2 separate regions of the Triticum aestivum genome follow, and region 1 is linked to region 2. A link is a contact called in public Hi-C data. All regions are on one chromosome and are shown on one strand. The core of a region is the stretch at or near the end of the contact, and the rest is flanking DNA. Distances in the headings are between cores, read along the strand shown.

Region 1 (3,086 bases), core at 229-2,728, 470 kb after region 2:
GTAGGGGTAATCAGTGCAATCAATGATAGGTTTCCTCATAGCACCTCTAAAATTTCATGTAATAGACATAACTAAAACTCCAAATGATTAAAAACAAAATCACACAGAGACAAGTGAATACCTCTGATACCAATTGTAGTTTCAAAGTTATCGACCAGAGGAGGGTGAATGTGTGATTTAAAAAAATCTTCTAAAACTTGAAATACTGTAGGAAATAGAAGAATAACAAGACAACAACACAAAGGCAAATTAGAGGAATAACTAGACAATTACTTAGCAAGAAAATGACCAAGTAGAAGTACAAGTACTCAAGTCTAACAAACAAGAAGATGCATTTGAGAAAGGTAAACAAAGCACGATGCTAAACATGTATATATGCATAATCTTCACATCAATCACAAAGAAGGATAGAAAGGGAAAATAGATTGAAACACAAAGGAATTTTAAAAGTAAAACAGTGTGAAGAAATAAAACATATTTGCTCTTAGAAGATAATGCCATGTGCTCACTCAATTCAACTTGCTAGCACAACTCTAAGTCTGGTTGGAGAGGCTGAGCCCCATCTCTGAAGACACGAAAATCTTTGCCTTGTCATCCTTGAACTAAGTTCCACATAACTCATCCAATCACTCGTGGTAGATCTTGAGGTGATCTCCGTACCTTCACATACTAGTTCTTCAGCGAATCCACACTCTAGATGCTCTTGAACAGTATAACCATCTAGAGGGTGCACAATCCTCAAGAGTGGGAAGTGAAGCGAAGAGTGTAGGATGCATGCAACGGGATCTTGATGGTTGAGGATGGAGGAACATGACAACATGTAGATATGTTGAAGGACTCCAGCTGCTCCTCATGTCGTGTCGCGGGGACCGACGACCGGTGCTGCTCCCCGCTCCCCTATGGCGCGTTAGCTAGCTCATAAAAGGAAGTCGAAGGGGATATTAGAGGAGATCAGAAGATCCGCGGCTAGAGGTTTTTTAGGTGACAAAGGAAATCTGTCGGATAGGATCAGGGGAGGTGGATGGGATTAAGGGAGGGAGTGTTCCAGTAACGCAATCAGGTTGCGGTGGGGATGGGCGTAATCAAGTGAAAACTGACTTGATACTCATTTACACTGTATTCGTTTACGGTCTAGTGCAATCAAACACATGAACCGACTTTTGCGGTGCCAATGTAATCGGGAAAACGGGATTAAATTAGCAAAACAAACACCTTCTTGCTGATGATCATATGTTATTGATTATACTAAGAATCTTCCGCTTCGTAAAAAGAAATAATTAACATTATGCAGTATACTCAACCCATACGGTAAGGAAGAGTGTAACAAAAAAGAGTCGAAGTGGAGAGGAGGGTGAAGAGAGGTGGAGGCAAATGAAGTTCGTACCAATACAGCTGGGCAAATCTAGAAAAGAAAGCTGAGCAACCCGGCCCAGTCAGTGACGCTGCCACCTGCTAGAAGTTTCACACCCCGGTCCGCACCTGCCACCTCCGGTGACGTTGCCACCCGGAAGTTACCGGCGCCGCCGGTTCCCACCCCACCCCGCCTCTCCAGTCTCTGCCTTGACCCTCCAACTCTTCCCACCTTCTTCGGGCTTCGCTTCAGCTCAGCTGAGTAGGGAGCTGCAAAGATATTTCCTTTCTTCTTTTCCGTCTGCCCCCCAACTGCTCCGCACTTTCCTTCTATCCTTCCTTTCTCCCGATCTGAGCAACACCCAGTCGCTCGCTCGATTGATCCCCACAGCCCCGATCCTCGAGTGGTAAAGTAGCCAGATCAGTCGGCGTTCTGCTTCCTGCTCAACCCAGATTAGATTTGCTTGTCTTGTTGTTGTGCTGGGGCGCTCGCTCCAATTCGGTCAAGGTTTTCTACTCCTAGGTCTTCCTTGATTTGTTGCCCTTTCTTGGCGTCTAGTTCATCCGCCGCGGAGTAGCCCGATTCACTTGTAGTTGTGTCCCCTTGCTCACGAGTTATAGCCTTGACTTCATTTCGTCTTCTTGGAGGCAAATAAAGTTGTCCTTGTTGAGTTGGAGGAGAAGGGGGATGCGACCACTCTTGTATCCCCATTTTTAAGCGGTATATGCTCGTCTCGGGGATGAGATACTTGTGAATTTTACGGTCCAGTTCGCTGTGTCGATGTCTCCTCTGGCTCTTCTGCTCTTCCTTCTCTGCTCGTCTCTGGCTTTGGCTTCCGGGTCCGAGCCAACCCTTTCATGGACCTGTGGAGATGAACAAGTTTCCATCTTGGAGACCTCTGATGGCCGTCAAAATCTGTCCATCAATGGGGTTTTGGTGAAGGACCGTGCTCAAGGCTGCGACAGGCTCCGGTCCTACTTTGGGAGTGGTTGCCTCAGCTGCGATGAGCGGTCGCAATCCTGGAGGGGCGCGTGGATGCGCTCCTGCAGCGATGATGGGAGTCAATCTAGCTATGGTGAGTGGCTTCTAGGTTTCTAGCTTCAGCTGTGTCCGCAGTTTGCCGCAGTTTGTTCGATATGTTTATGTTTGTATAAGAGCTTGAATTGGCAAGTATATATGGAACTTTGGTCATTTGATGACCCGGTGCATGTCCTGGCATGCACCGAGTAGTAATGAACAAAGTGACTTTTTGAACTGAAAATGGACAAAGTGACTGGTCAAGTCTAGCCAAATATTAGTTGCTGTACCTGAATCTGTTTTGTATTCGACTTGAAATGCTTGATTGTGGTTGCTGGATTGTGCTGTGCTGAACCTAGATTATAAATTTATTATCAAGTATGAAAAGATCGGCACAGCAATAGGGAAAAACAGGTTATACAAATGATAAAATCGGCAAAAGCTGGTCAAGACAAATAGGATTATCATAATGCACTACAATACCAAACACAACCTAAGTACCATATATATCTGAATTTTGAGGTATGATTCTGTTTACAACACATGACTTTTACTGATCGAAGCTGTTGTTGGTACTTCGTGTAACACTAGCATTCATGCATCCTACTATTATTCTTTAGTTTTGGTGTAGACGTCGGTTCTATGGGAATGCCACTTCTATTCTATGCTATAGACTGACCATATCCGTTAATGTGAGCCGTGGGTGTACAGACCCACC
Region 2 (2,977 bases), core at 122-2,621:
TACTCGAGAAGCACCACCCAATCAAAAGGTATCCTCTGTTGTCTCCTCCACTTGCCCCGATCCTAGCAACTGCATATGCACACGGTCTTGACGCGAGCAAAGGTCATGCCCACGTGAGCAAAGCCAATGAGCCGCGACAAGTGTCGCTCGCCACAGCATTACGAAGTCATTGACGACGAGCAAGGACACCGACACCACCAAAATCCCAAGTCTGGGATGCTTCGGAGGCCCTACGCTGTCTTCATAAGTGGCAACCGATGATTGATCTGCATCAGACGACACCATCATGTCCTGCCACTAACTCCATCATCCGTGCATGTGGCAGCAGATCATATCAAGGGAAAGGACATGACCACCACCATGCATCGACTGCGAGCCATCCAACGCATGCTGTCAGCCCACAAAGGAACCCAACTCTGCATCGCCGACTATAGATCTAGACCAACCTGATTCATCACTAGTCGACACAGCCGCCATATCAAAAGGTCTCCGTCTAGCCGGTGATGCAACTTCGGGGCATAGCTGGGCGAAATGCAACTGCTGCTTGGCAACATCAGAAGAGCACCCAGGAGCAGCAACCTTGGTATGGGCGTGTTCCCCATGTTGAATCATGGCAGCTACACACCCTGTGCAGGTTTCCTGCCTTCAACGAGGCCGCCGTGCAGCCAAGATCAAGCTGCCTCCGCGTAGTGCGCCAGCGACGAGGTTGCAACCCACATCCACGATCTGGCGCTGCCGCTGCAACTTCCCACCTTCACACGTCTAGCCGCTGCTCGTACCTTGCCAAACGCCGCCTAAACGCCAAGGGAATAGAGCCCCGCCGCCGCCGTCGGCCGCGCGGGCAAGCCCGGCGGTGCCGACCGGCGGCGGCGAGGGGAGGACACACGTGAACGATCGCCGAGAAAAGCGGATCGAGAGGCCTCCCGAGTCGCCCTGACGGACGACGCGGGGGTGGTTCACCCGACGGAAAACTAGTAGACAAACGATATCTCGGTTGGGTTTCCTATGTTTGTTGGTTTCACGCTAATTATGTAGAGTATGAATCTTTGAATAAGAATTATGGAGAATGTCATTTTTTGATGCAATGATTATATTATTTATGTAAAATATCATCAAGCGTTGAACGGAAGGATCACGTTAATTATGAAGAGTATCATTTTTTAGATGGTTGGATCACGTTACTGTAATTGTAATTATGAAATCGTATCATCTTTTGGAGAGAAGGATCACGATTAATTATGAATGGTAGTTTGTGGTAATATGATTTCCTCGGCGATGCATATGCATCATCTAGTTTCCATTTCCCCTAAAAAAAAACCATCTAGTTTCCATAGGTTGATATATAAATAGCCCTATTGAGTTGGGAAAGATGCCCCGAAATTACATTGTCCGTTGATAGAAACGAAACGGTTACGCCGGGGCAGACTGCCGTCGGTCGCCCATCGGATCCAATCTGATCCTCACGGCAATTGGCACTTGACGAGGCGGAGTTGAAATTCCACACGGCCTCTCTCTTCGCCTTCGCCTGCCCCCTCTCGTGCTCGCGAGCCGCGTCAAAACCCTAGCCACCTTCTGCCCACCACATGCACCGCGGCAGCGACCGCTCCGGCGACCCCTCCGGCCCCGCGGGCGGCGCTCGCAGCGGCGCGGACGGCAGATTCGCGCGCGGACCCTCGCGCTGGTCCGGCGGCGGCGGGGGTAGCCCCCCGCCCCACCGCTCCTCCCGCGGCGGGAGCAGCGACGGCGGCGGAGGCGGAGGCGGAGGCGGGAGGTTCCATCCGTACCGTGCGCCGTCTGAATACGTTGTTGGCGGTGGTGGAACTGGAGGGTACAGAGGCGGCGGCGGCGGCGGCGGCGACTTCGGTGAGACGGCCGGTGGAGCGAGGAGCCGCTACGGAGGCGGTGGCGGGGGAGGCCGTGGAGACTACTCAGGTTTGGTGCAGATTCTTGGTTTCTGCGCTTTGGTGTTTTCTAGGTTTCCTCTAGATGTGGAATTTTAGCTTGTGTCCGCACGCGAATATGTTTTGGGCTTTTGGTCCGCTGTGGAATAGGTTTTGAAGTTGATCTTCCGTGACCTCTGGAAGATTTTACACCAAATTCAATCAATTGTTGTTAACTTGCCGTAGCTGATCAGTCAATGTTGGGATGAGACAAACCGGGCCACCATGTATGGTGCTAGCATGTATACCATGTTGGCAAGACCACCCACCTTTTTGCATGAAGGATGAGCTTAGACTGGTTTTAGATGTACATGCTGTAGTTTGCATGATACACAGGGGATTAGATTATTTACCCCACTTTACTAGGGTTTGATGGTTTGTCCAGGGTTGTCTTAATGGCGGGTGGTCCCAGCCCCCCGTCATTCTCAGGGGAGGGGGGGGGGGGGTGGTGGCAAATTATCAAATGGGGAATTAAAGTGCGGGTTAAGATCTAATTTCTCCATGATGCACACAGTTGTGTTCTGTCTCGTACTCTCGTGGTTAAATCATATAATGGTATGGCCTACGAGCCTATCTTGTGATGAAGCTTCAGATAAGCTATTGTAATAGCCAGCTTCAGCTAGGTCATATTTTTTTAATCCAGATGTTGACCTTCAGTCATAACCGTTGAGCTGAATGATATGTTTTCCCTCCTAGTAAGCAGTTTATGTACCAATTTGAACCCATCCAGTTTTTATTTGTATTGGTTCCAGTAATCAATGTCTGTAGAACTTATGTTTGTTAGCTGATTGTACTGTTATATCTCATTGAGCTTTAGTGGGCAAATAGTTGAGTTTGTTTTGCACCCTTTCATGGGCTACTTAATTGATATTCATGTGGAAAACTTCCTGCAGATCATGATAACAAAAGTGGTTATGTTAAACTTTTTGTTGGATCAGTTCCAAGAACAGCAAATGAAGATGATGTGAGTACAACTTCCATACTTGTATCTGCCATTTTGTACCTGCAGATTTGTTAGTACGTCTACTTTACATAAT

Evidence for each region. Hi-C and Micro-C count contacts between places; a contact is called where the count stands out from the background.
Region 1: a contact with region 2 is called in a Hi-C map of leaf, with 5 times the contacts expected there. The contact joins the promoter of LOC123120728 here to the promoter of LOC123120723 in region 2. A contact is called at or near these places in 3 of 5 Hi-C or Micro-C datasets (all in leaf).

What each region holds. Positions count from the first base shown.
Region 1 is chr5D:265,931,019-265,934,104 of IWGSC CS RefSeq v2.1, forward strand. LOC123120728 (calmodulin-binding receptor-like cytoplasmic kinase 3) reads left to right here and starts at 1,479. Exons shown (of 7, transcript XM_044540719.1): 1 at 1,479-2,426. The coding sequence starts at 2,132.
Region 2 is chr5D:265,465,210-265,468,186 of IWGSC CS RefSeq v2.1, forward strand. It overlaps LOC123120723 (flowering time control protein FCA), which reads left to right and starts at 1,372. Exons shown (of 18, transcript XM_044540712.1): 1 at 1,372-1,932; 2 at 2,834-2,904. The coding sequence starts at 1,584.